Linked DNA regions of Astyanax mexicanus: region 2 is linked to region 1. The links are chromatin contacts, called in public Hi-C maps. All regions are on one chromosome and are shown on one strand. Each heading gives the region's core, a stretch centred on a gene start, on an enhancer-like site or on the middle of the called end of the contact. The rest is flanking DNA. Distances are from core to core; before and after follow the strand shown.

Evidence for each region. A called contact is a pair of places that touch in the nucleus more often than the background predicts.
Region 2: a Hi-C map of muscle shows a contact between it and region 1, with 16 times the contacts expected there. The contact joins two enhancer-like sites. A contact is called at or near these places in 2 of 3 Hi-C or Micro-C datasets (both in muscle).

Annotation. Positions count from the first base shown.
Region 1 is chr16:37,227,011-37,233,481 of AstMex3_surface, reverse strand. All of the region lies in intron 7 of zfhx3b (zinc finger homeobox 3b), which reads left to right. Among protein-coding and RNA genes, the nearest start is that of LOC125782268, 74 kb to the left of the region's middle. Within about 2 kb of position 2,416, the one cell type or tissue checked has an H3K27ac peak away from gene starts, as active enhancers do.
Region 2 is chr16:37,468,050-37,474,520 of AstMex3_surface, reverse strand. The region is part of intron 4 of zfhx3b (zinc finger homeobox 3b); the gene reads left to right. Among protein-coding and RNA genes, the nearest start is that of LOC125782270, 60 kb to the left of the region's middle. Within about 2 kb of position 2,515, the one cell type or tissue checked has an H3K27ac peak away from gene starts, as active enhancers do.

The DNA of each region.
Region 1 (6,471 bases), core at 1,167-3,666:
AGAAAAGTATGGAAGAAAAAGAGCTAAGCGAGGAGCTATGCAAAGAAGTGTCTGAACAGCTCAGAAGCAGGAAGTAAGAAATTAATAAATAAAAACTTAAAAAAAAAACTTAAATTGCAAAATTAAAAAAAAATTAAAACTAAACTAAATGTCATTAGAAAAAAAAATCACTTTTTGATTTGGTTATTGATTTAAAATGCAATTTTGGGGGGGGGGGGGGGCTTTTTTTTTTTTTTTTTTTTTTAGAAAATGTATAAGTTTTGCCCACTTGAGTTCTTTAAGGTGAAACCAGAGGACTTCTTTCTAAAACTTATTTCTGTTTATTTTAAACAAAATAAATTGGTTGAAGGCCAAATGCTAGACATGGTTTTTCGTAGATTTTTATAAATTTTATTGAATTTTATTGAATTTTATCACATTAAATTGAATTGAATAGGACTGCTGTATGCATGTCAACTTTTGCAGTGTGCCCTCTAATGTTATCTTTAGGATATGGATATTTTTTCTATTGTGTTCTGTTTTGTTATTTCTGTTTGAATTGCAATAGCACTGTTGATGTTAATACTGTGGCAAACTTTGTAATGTGAAAATCTTATAAATATATGTATAAAAAAATGTAGTAGCCTAAGTTTTGTCTTCCTTTACAAAGTAACCATCATTGTCTTATATAGTCTTTTCCAGTTTACTGGCCAAACAGGGAAAGCTCTTTGCCATTTTCACCAAATATTTAGAGCATCCCCAATATACAGAAGCAGACCAATTGTGGCAGGACTTAAATCAACAAAAAATCCTGAACATTTTATTAAAAAAAATAGAAATCTCTCAAAAAGAAGCCACATTCAGACAATAGAGAACATTTAGTCTGGTCATCCTAGTTTACATTCTGGAATTGGGTTCATTTCACACTTCATCTCTTCTCCTTTTCTTCTTTTCCCCAGCTGAAAAAGGAAGGGTGGTTAACGTGGTCTCGTTAAAGTGCAGGAAGAGATTTGGGGTTAGGAGGGAAGCGCAGGCAATCTGGCAACCTTGTAGCCTGAGGATGGCTGGCTCTTTGTTGTAGCATTAGTCTTATCGTCTTTAATTACTCTTACGCCTAGAAGAAACGCTCCAGTTTAAGAAGCACGCTGATTGTGGGCTTTGGGAAACGATTGCAGAGCCATGCTCGCCGAGCGCATCGGTAATTTAAACAGCCGAACAAATCACAGATTAGCGTGTTTTTTGCAGCGAAAAACACAAAAAGCCATTCAGATGCTGAAGGCCTGCTGGTTTAGAGTTTCCCAGCGGAGAATCTGAAAGATAAAGTACACTAGATGTCCAAATGTTGGTGGTGTGGCCTTCCGCTTCTAATGAATGCATTCAGATGCATTGCATTCCGAGATGTGCAAATGCACACATACAGCTTGTGTACTACCAATATAATAGGACTTTTCTAAAGCCAAACATGGGCTAGAATAGTATGAAGTACCCAGTATTTAGCTGTGTAGCACAAAACCAGAGTATTGATAAAACTCAATCCAATTCTGGATGGTATGATTTTAGACATTTTTACCTCACTTTTGCTTTTCTTACTGCTCTGAATGCAATCAAATCCTCTCAGCAATGCTCTAAATCTTAATAGAAAGCCTGGATTGCAGTTCCTGGACAGCAGAGGCAAAAACCAGGACGAATTCTTTAGCATAAAATTGATTTTAGAAGAATTATGTGTAAAATGATGAGCAGGTGTCCCAATACTTTTAACCATTACCAAATATGAAGTGGTAAAAAGTTATGTGTTTAATTATGTTTATAGACAGCTAAAAAAGGGGTTCATGTTTTTGTGGACAGTTGTTGAAACATATGCATATTAAAATGAGTTATTGGGTTTATATACCCCTTTTATTTTTTAATTTTAGTTTTAATTGAAACTAATAGTGTTCCTAAGTGAAGAGAGGGGGCATTATGAGGGATATTATGACCAATGATCAATGTAATCCTCACTGAATCACTAGATACATTTACTCATTCATTCTGAACAGAGACAGCACCACAATGCACGTTTTAAAAGTACTTTTTGTTTTATCATGCTCTGTGAAATTACTGTACACATTCTCACCAAAAACTTACAGATTGTCGCTTTAAAGATGAATGAGTGAATAAGAGTTTCAAGCGACTGTATGTCCTCCTATAAGTGAAGCATTGTACAGCGTATACAGTGCACTGGATGTATTGGCTGTTGGTATATTGGTTGCTGTACTCTATTGAGTGGGGGGGTTCAGATGGTGCGCTGGGTCCTTAAGTGGCTGGAACATTATCGGACTGTAAGAAGTTCTTAACGTTTTAAGTTTTGGGGGGTTGAGTGGAGTGATGGAGTGAGCGTCTCTCTCTCTCTCTCTCTTTCTCTCTCTCTCTCTCTCTCTCTCTCTCTCACACCGTCGGCTTTTGTGCCGGCTGCGCTAACCGCGGGGGATGAATATTTGAGCAGGAGATTTCAGTAGCCGTTGTTGCCCCGTCGATATATCAATAGCCCACCTGATAGAGTGGAGCTGGCAGAGGGGGGGGGGGCGTTTTCAAAAGAACATTTTAAGTACATTTGCTGAGAATTAGCTGACTTGTGTAATAACTGATAAGGTGTATTGACTGGAGCAGACTTTAGTGTTGTCAGATCAATGGCGGTAGTGTGCTCACTATGCTACTTTTAAACAAACACGGGCCAGGAAAGGGGGTGCCGGAGGGAGGGCGGGGGGGGGGGGGGGTGGGGAGGCGGGGCGTGGCGGAGATGGGGGCACGGGGGAGGAATAAAAAAAAGATTGAGGCCCATTTTATTATCTTTTTTTCAGCATCTTCTCTCTTACTTACACATGGCGTTATTGGAGATCCATTGTTGGGAGTTTGCCGCTTTTAAATGGCCTGATATATCGAGCAGAGGGCTTTTAAGATGGTTACAGGGGATTTCTGCATTTGACTTGGCAAAACAGAATGAATTGTGGGCTTGGCGTTAAATATTTATGATTTTTATATATATTTATAGATTATATATTGCATTATCCTGCGTTTTAGGAACGAACTGAGCCCAATATTGGTAAAGAGCCCGGCGGACTGCAGCCTGGGACTGCAATTATGAGTGTGGCGAGAGGTACTAAAGAGAAAAGAGAGAGAAAAAAAATATATATATATATATATATATATAGGGAGAGAGAGAGCAGACAAATGATAGAGAGAGAGATGGATATAGAGTCAGAGAGTAAGAGAGAAAGAGAGAGAGAGGGAGAGAGAAAGAGAGAGAGATAGTTTTTTTTGTCTGTCTGCATACTTACTTTAGGCCGCTTCGGAAAAAAAAAGAGAAAGAAAAAAAAATCCTGTATGTGTATGTCTCTACCACATGTGTGCGGTTTCTCTGCAGTTTTATGTACGTATTAAACAGAGGAAGCCATAAAGATATTTGTGTCATGGTCCTGCATAAATGAAGAATTATAACCCTGGAGTTGAGGGTCATTGAAAAAAAAAAGGAGAGAAAAAAAAAAGAAAAGAAGAGAAAAAGAGCAATAAAAGTGATGGCAGTAACAATGACTATAATTATCATTACAAAAGCAACAAAAATAATCACTGCTTTTATAAATGGGAATAACTCATAAAGTCATAAAACAAAATCCAGATGTAATTTTCAATTTTACTTATGTATTTTTTATTTAAAGAAAACACTTACTGAAAGCACCGGACAACTAACTGTATAACTTATCCCTCTATATATATATATACTGTATTCTGTATTTCACACAGTTTATATGCTATATATATGCATAAAAGCATTTCATTGCAAGTTGTCTGTACTATATATGTAAGTGAGCTTAAACTAGAACTAATAAAAAAATAGAAATAAAAAATAACATACTAAACATAGTCAATGTTTATACACATGGTTTATTTGTATAGCACCTTTCATATAAAGGGGCACTTTAAAGTGCTTTAAAAAAACATAAAGGAAAAATTGCACAAAAAAGCTAAAATTAAAAATAGTAAAATAAATAATTTGCACAGATTTATTCTTTCTCTTGGTGCATTTACTGTACATACATCTTAAAAAACATTTTTTTTATAATTAGGCAGTCATCATTTTAGCATTTCACTTCATGTTACACTGTGTATGATTATGCATGTGTTATAAATAGTAAGCTATTTATAGTTGAGATTGAACTTGAACTAATAAAAGATTAAAAGAGAAAAAATGAAACATACTAAACACATGCACCTTTCAGACACAATGGCAAATGACAATTTAAAGTGCTTTATTATATTATATACACTTATACAGCAAATTAAAGCTTTTAATTTAAAAAGCATATGAAAAAATAAAAATATATAATATAAAAAGTAACATAAAAAAATAAGACATTATTATATATAAGACATATATAATAATGAAGTAAATGAAAGCCCCAGCCTTAATTATGCAGCACAGGCGGGGACCGTGCTAAGCCCGCCCCCCTCTCACAGCCTTGTAGGCGCGTGGCTGGCGAGCGGAATTGTCGCGTGCGCCTATAGAAAAAAACGGCGCCGTCCCTTTAAGTGCTTCCACCAATTCTGATGGAGGGCTGATTTACATATCCCCATCTTCTCCTCCCCCTTCAGGAGAGCTGAGTGAGGATGTGGAGGCTGCCAGCGAGACCACCACAGACCAGGAGGACCAAACCAAAGACAGAGAGAGTGGGGGGGAGAAGGAGCTTACCAAAGGCGCAGGTAAGGCCTGTGTTCCCAGTCTGGTCTAGATGGAAGGTGGGGGGGGGGGGGGGATGGGGGCGGAGGGAGGAAGGGAGGAAGGGAGGGGTGGGGGGGTGGTGGTTTTGTGGAGGGGGGAGGTGTTTATTTCTCTAGAGTACTGAAGAACCATTTTTTTTATTCCCTCCATACCTCCTCCAGCCTCCATCCGTGTGTTCATTCTGCTGCTCATTATCTAATTACACCTTTTATATATATATATATATATATATATATATATATATATTTAATATATTTATACACTTTTTTACTATTATTTTAAAGTCCTTTAACTAAAAGTGGCTCAGATTTTTTTTTCACCATCAAACTTTATTAATTTAATAGCTTTTTCACTTTCTCACTCTGGAGGGTTTTAAATTTCCTTACAATTCCCTGATAAATTAGCCTTGATTTGGCTAATCTGGTCAAGTGACAAAAACACAAGTTGCCTACTTGGGTGCACACTGGGCCTGTGGACCTGTGAGTTACAGCACTGCCATGTGTCTTAGCACATGTGACACACACACACTCAGAAACACACACACACGCACACACTGAAGAATGCTATCAGATAGGGCTATTTTTCAAGCGCAGGAGGAGGCAGGGGGCACGGGGTGGCAGGTGCAGGTGTCAGGTTGCTCGGAGAGGTGTGGTTACGGAGTAAAGGGGCAAGTCAGGCAGTAAATCTGTTTTTGCCTGTTTGCGGTGGCGCGGCTGGAGAGGGGTCTGAGGAACGAGTAGAGACCCTTGTTTGGGTGGCTTGGTCTGGGGCCTGGGGGCTGTGGCTTGGGGCCTGTGCTGGAGCCAGGAGCCAGGAACCTAGTGTTGGGCCCGGGGCTTTTTGACCTGGTGGTTTGAGTCTGGGGCTTGGGCATATGGTTTGGTAGTTTGAGCCTTGGGCCTGGTGCTTTAGTCTGGGGGTTTGAACCTGGTGGCTTGGGTCTGAGGCTTAAGCATATAGTCGCTGTCCAATGAAAAACAAGTATCTCTAAAAGAGCAACTTTACAGGAGAGAGAAAAAATCTTCTAAAGTTTTGATGGAAGTCAATGTAAAAAGAGTTTATTGCAGGTTATTTTGAAGTATTTCTATCGGTCCATTTATCAAAAATGTTGGCACAGTGTAAGGGACAGTTTGTCTGTTCAAATGTAGGTAGTAAACTAAAAATCAACAAAAAAGGAGATGCTTGTGTTTCATTGGACAGCGACGATATGGTTTGGTAGTTTGGGCCTTGGGTCTTGTGGCTTGGGTCTGGGGGTTTGGGACTGGTGCTTGGTTTGGGGCTTGAGTCTGAGGATTGAACACATGGTTTGGTAGTTTCGGCCTTAGTTTTTGGGGCTTTGGTCTGGAGGCTTGGGTCTGATGCTTGAGCTTATTTTTTGGTAGTTTGGGCCTTGGCCCTGGGGCTTGGGTCTGTTGGTCTCGGGGGTTGGGCATAGTTATTGGTTGTTTGGGCCGTGGGATCTGAGGCTTGACCCTAGAGCCTTGTGGCTTGGGCCCTTGTCTTGATCCTTTGGCCATGAGGTTTGTGTCTGGGGCCTTGGGGCTTGGGCCTGAACGCTGGAGCTTGGGCCCTGTTGCTGATGGTTTGGGCTGGAGGAAAATAACTGTTGTGGTGTAAACTTAACTCTAAGCTTAACTTAGTATAATATTATATATATATAAGTGCTTTTGTGCCATTTTCAGCTAAAACTTTTTTTTTTTTAAGTTTGCCAAATATACGATGCATCCCTACTTTTATTT
Region 2 (6,471 bases), core at 1,266-3,765, 240 kb before region 1:
TTTCTAAATCAGCTCGACAGGTCAGAGATGTCCACTCAGATGTGTCTACTCTAGAGAATTATTTATTAATATTTTTATGCTGTCTTTAGAATATTTAGGATATTTGTTCACTGTCTTTAGACCAGTCGGTTGGTGCGCGTTGACCTGAAAGTGATAAAGCAGTGGTTAAGCTCGTGCACTTTCTTTTGGTTGAATTCGTTTTTTTTTAGGAATGAAGACTAAAAAGGCTTGAATTTCTGCCGGTCTGTTTGGGGCTGCTGTTGAGGGGTAGAGGCGTGATGGGATGGAGAGAGGTAGCCCCCCGGGGCAGGGAGCAGCCCTTGGCCGGAGTGAACATAAGAGGGCGCTGCCATTGCACCTGGGAACCCGTCCTGCCCCGGCCGGCCCCAGCGGTCGGGCCCACGGCCGGACAGTCCTGCCCCGCCGCCTGCCTCCTACTTAACTGCGGCTCCAACTGTTGCCCATTAGGCTGGAGCTACTTAACCAGCAACTTATGCCTGGTTTATCCGGTCATATATATGATATGCAAATATGCAAATTATGTCAAAGACTCTAAAACTTGCAGATGTTGTATAAATTCAGACGCAGTAAAAATAAAATCTTAAAATCTGGCAATAAAATCAATATACGCTAAAATAAAAACAAAACAACATCTTTTAAAGACACTGTAGACCAACGTGGACCATCCTGCGTTTTTTTCTATATTAACACAACCCACCCCTCACCCCGGATCCACCCCACCCCAGTCCCCCAAATCCAAATCCTTCGACCTAAATGCTATAGTCGCTTTAATAAAGTTTGGGCACTGTTGGCAGACAGCTGCTTTTTATCTTGAAAACGCGTTTCACCCGCTCTCATTTCCTCACCGCGAGCTTTTGGGGCTTTATTATTCAAGAATGGCACGCGCGCTGCATGAGGTTAGAAAGAGCATTGGTTCCGACAACACAAAAATCCGTGATCCCACATCACCCTAATAAAGCGGTTGTTTTTTCTTTCTTTCTGATAAATCAAATAGAAAATACAAATAAATAAACACATTTTCTTAAAAATCAACACGTAAAAAAGATGCACTCAAGACTTCCTTAGTGAATGAATGATCAGTCTGAAATTCAGAATATATCTAACAGAAATTATTCACTATTTTTGTCCCATAGTGATTCTCCTTCTCCTTGTGACTTAAAATCTAAGAAAAAAATAAATAAAGTGGTCCATGCTGATATGGCTGGTATAACTCCAAAGTGAAGGAGTGGATGTGATTTGAACCATACGAGCTTGTCAGACTAGTATGGGATTTTTATTATTTTTTGTTTTTTTGCATGTAACATGCACTGCTAAAGCTTTACAGATCCAACTTATATTTCCATATTTCAGATTTTTTATTGACCATGTAGTGATCCAAAGTGCTGGTTCGGTCTGTTGGTTTGTGGAGCACGCCAGCTTTTAAGGCTAGCTTAGAGAGTCAGGACGATAGATGGATGAATACATGTAAAAACAGACAGCAGTAGAAAGGAACTATTTAATAAAGCTACGAGTGCCAAATTTGAAATATATACTATACAAATTATACAAAATATAAATATAAGCAAACAAACAGCCATGTCATAACGCTGTCTACTCTCTTGCACACTATAATTACAATGTTGTAAAAATGTTGTGTTGTTTTTGATTTTTCTAAAACGTTGTCACAACATTATTACAATCTCATTCTTACGTTACATTACGTTTTAACAACTTTTCACAATTCAAATCGTGTTTGTTTATACATATTCTACAAATAGAAGACATACATTGCAATGTGTTGGCAAAACGTGACCGATCACAACCTCACCATGTTTGCTGGGTATAGGCTACAGCAAACAAGAAACCATTGCTTCAGTGTAATAAAAAAGGTTCATTTGGACATTGTTCCAACATTTTCTGCCGTCTTAAAACGTTACTACAACGTTCTGAAAGATGTATCTGTGATCATTGCTGGCATTGGCTTTTGGTCATGAGCCTTCCTTTTTCCATCATGTAGCTAGAAGGCATAGTATATTTTAGAAAAATATAAAATAGTTTTGACAACGTTGTGGGCACCAAAACAAGAACGTTATCTAAACGTAAATGTCTTTGCTAGGACATAGAATAAAAATGATTAAAGAATTATTTTTTCAGTATTTAAAAATCACATTATAACCGCAAAGAATCGGCTATTTTCACTTTTCACTTTTCATCTTTCTCTTATTTGTGCAGGTGTGTATACGTGATACACTACTACCTGGGCCTTTAGCTTCCACGCGCTCATACAAGGCTATCAGTAGCCTAGCATATAGCCTTCACGCTTCCAGAGCTCTACATTGGGCCACGGTAAGGTCGGTATTTCTACCATCGGTTAGCACGGATAGCTCCAATACCTCTTCACTTCTCCACCTCAGAAAGCCTCCGCGAGCTCCCCGGCCTCTCTTTATTATCTCCCCGGCCTCCTATCCTCTCTCTCACTCTATTTTCTCTCCATTCATTTTTACAATCTCTCTCTCCCACCCCTGCGTTTTCCCAGGAGACCGGCACATGGCTGATCAGCGCGCGCGCGTCCCAGTGTTTCCCCCCCACCTGCCTCTCTCTCTCCCCGGCCTCAATCAGAGCGCATCTCCGTGCGCCTCGCACGGTTACCGTCCGTCACTCCACCTTTTCCCTCTCTTTCTTTTATTCCCTTTCTTCTTTTTTGTCTTTCCTTTTTTTTAACATCTCCTCTCCTCGCCTTTACCGGTCCTAACGCTCGCGCGTGACAGATGGCACGTGCTAATGTATGTAAAGTCTATTATTTTGCGCAAACATTGAACCAAAACGCGCGACCGATGCTACGTCGACTATGGTGCTGTAGCACAATACAATAAAAACTGTGCATGCATTGTTGTAATCACACACGCACACGCGAGCTCGTGCCACTTTCAAGCCACTCTCAAGGCGACTCTTTTGCGGGGTCAGGGTGCTGCTGTGTTGCATATTGTCATTGTTTGCATGCATTATGCCTCTCTGCACCCCCACCCCCCAAACATCCCCTAAAACCACTAAAACCACCCCCCCTACCCTATCCTAGCCATTCTTTATCCTTCTCTGCTTTTTTTTGGTTGACCATAGCCGAGCACGTGCATGTCTGGAGAGAAGTCCATCATGCATATGGAGATTTTTTTTTTAATGGAGGTTGTATTCTTTGTGTGTTATTTTTTTTTTTTTTGCAATACGAGACTGCTGGACTGCTGTCCATTCATTCCATGGCAGGAACCAAACGAAGATGGATGGACAAATTTTTTTAAACAAAAAATATATGTATATATTTCAAAAACACACTATACAAATTATAATTATATACGTTATATTATTATTACTAAAAATAATATTATCAAATAAATAAAAAAATACACAAAATACACAACACACCATGAAATGTGTATGCATTATGTATTGACTTTTCGTAGATGTCATTTGACTTTTGACAAACATTGAGATTCAATGCTTTTGTTCGTAGCCATGCAATGCAGCAGCATTTAAGTTGTGGTTGTAAATTTCTTTATAAATATAAAATAAAACGATGCACAAACAAACACAAATAAACATAAAACAACACATGCACTGATTTATTTATTATTTTTTATTTGTTTTAGTTTTTGTGGCATCAATGCAATTACATGCATAAAATGGAATTCACTTGCATAAAACAAAAGTAAAAACTCAACGCTTAACAACATTCAACATTCATGCAGAAGTCTATATATATTTATATAACAGTATACAGTATATCAACATGGATATGTGGACATACATGTGCATTCTCGCTGTGCTAATGAGAGAAAGAAATTATAGAATTTATTTGATATTACTTTCTTTTCCAGTAAGCGTTATGTAATGAGCGGAGGTAAGCCGGTTAGCTGTGTTTGGGGGGATTAGGGCGCCTTGGAGCTGTTAGCAGGCAGGCAAAGTGTGCATATTGAGGGGAGAGGAACTGTGCTTTTTTAAGTGAATCCACAATGGTATTATCATGACAAAGGGCTCCGGGGTCCGGGGCCCTGGACGCACGCTTTGGTTTCAGTAAAGAAGGCGCTTTAAGTGACCATCAAGAGCAGGAGACGATGAAACGAGATGTTGAGGCTCGAGCGGAACCTGTGGAGGAGAAGACCTCCCATCATTCGGTCCTACAGATAGATAGATGCTCCTAAACTTACTTCTTACTGCAGTATATCGATTAGTCTTTCAGTGTCCGGCAAAAAATAAAAAATAAATAAACAAAAAATATTACAATTGATTAATGCTGTGCTTTTATTTTCTCTGGTTTGATCTAAACTTTAAATCTACACGGAAGTCAACATGATGATCTACTCCTCAAACTGCTCTAGTGCATTTATTTGGCTTGCAATAAAATATGAAAGATGAAATTCATGCTAAAACATAGCTTCTAAACAAGACTTAGAAACATATTTAAAGGAGATTTTTGTTTTAGCACGTGCAAGCCTTTAGATTTCAGATTTCAGAACACACTCTTCTGAACTATTCTTCTTGTCCTCTTTTGTAACACTATTCGCTGATGTTCGTGAAGGTTTATCTCTGTGTGTGTGTATATATGTGTAATGTGTGTGTGTGATTGTGTGCGTTTGCATTTTGGGCTACAACGTATTTTTTCCTAAAATTAGTTAAATAAAAATACTTATAAATGAACAAATGCATTTACGTCTAAATCCTTAAGCGTTTTCCGAATTGAAGGAAAATAAAGATATCACACGTATCTCCTGGTGTTTGTTTGAACAAGTTTAGTTCAAGTATGGATTTAGGCTATTGGTACCTTGAAACCTACAAACCTAGCTGGTGCTTTTCTTTGGTATTCTTTAGAGTTGTTCGTATGTTTTTTTATTTTTTATTATTGTAATAAGGTTAAAATTTCTGTCTTATCATCTGCTCTGTCAGATCATCTCTCTACACTTGCTTGTTAGAACATGTAAATGCTTTAAAGAATTTAACCAGGTTTGACTTTACGTCAAAAACGTAGCCTATCAGTTCTGCGATCTCGCATGACCGTAAAAAATATCTTTATTCAGTGTATTAGTGTTGAATAAAGGGTAATGTGCAGGCTATCTCATGCACCCGTGCAAGCTTAGAGTTCAAGTTCATGCACGAGACGTGCAAAACAGTGTAAAATAGAATAGAATCGTGCCAAAAGCTGGATAAAAACACGCTTTATTTTATTTAAACAAGCTTGATTAAAAGAGTAGAGCGAGAATTGGAGAAATGTGAGCAGCTCCACGCCTGTCACGCTTCATGTTCTCTTTACACAGCTGTACAAATCTTCCCCTGCTGTCGTTAAGCTTTCGGCGTCTAAAAAAGTGCCAGAGCTGAATGAATATCTCCTTTTCCATCTCCATTTCTATAGTTTAACACTTTTACACTTTCACATTCAACTCCGCGCGCTGTTAAAAATAAAAGAAAACTCTAAAAACCTTCACTTCTCCAAAGTGCCCGTGAACTCGGGCTGCTTCTGGATGGAGTACAGGCTAGGCTGTTGGGGTTTCTACCTCACGAAAGTGAGAGATCAGTACACCCAGACTGAACACGGTGTTTTTATGTAGGTCCGGTTATTGGGTTTTCAAAACCGAGCTAAAGACCCGCACTCGCTGCTCGATCGTATAAGTGAGAACCGAGTGCACGCGCTTTAAAAAAATACTACAACCACAAAAACTCGCTGATTTGTTTAGTTTATTCACTTTGATTACGGTATTTACTTTCTGTCACACGTTTACGTTGTTTATTAAGAGTATTTAAGATAGTCGCTTAGGTTAGGTGTGTATACAAAGTGTGTAAAAGTGTAAAAAGCGATCTTGGACTTCCGAAACTCAAACTTCCGAACTCTCACACACACTCTAAACGTTATCTATACATAATAACATTATACAATATCCTATACGTTCGCATACACGCACGTTGTCGGTTGATAAAGTTAGGGAAGAAAGTGTTTGGGAAACGATCGAAGCTCTGACAGACAGTCTCTAGTAGATTTTTAGATATTCATTAAAAAACACGCGCGGCTCTTTAATAAACACACGCCTTATTTCTAAGGAAAAAGAAGAAAAGCAAAAGTGAGAGAAACGGAGAAAAAGAGAGAAGTATGTAGAAAACAGCGTCCTCGCGACTGCTCGGAGCGTGTTTTCCTTTTCTTTTTCTCGCGCGGCGGACTTTCTCCGCTTTTTTCTTTCTCAATCAAACTCTTCTTCTTCTTCTCTAACCTCGCGCCGCTTAATTCCATATTTTAAATTCCTGATCATTACTTTCCTCGTTCTCCCTTCTTCTTCTTCCTCCTCCGTCCATCCATCCATCCCTCCCTCCCTCTCTCCCTCTCTCTCCTCTCCCTCCCTCCCTCTCTCTCCTTTGCTGAATCTTATTGATCCAGAAGGTGGCTAATTAGCCCTTCCCGTCGTGCCTGTGTAATGAAGCACATGCGCACTGAAT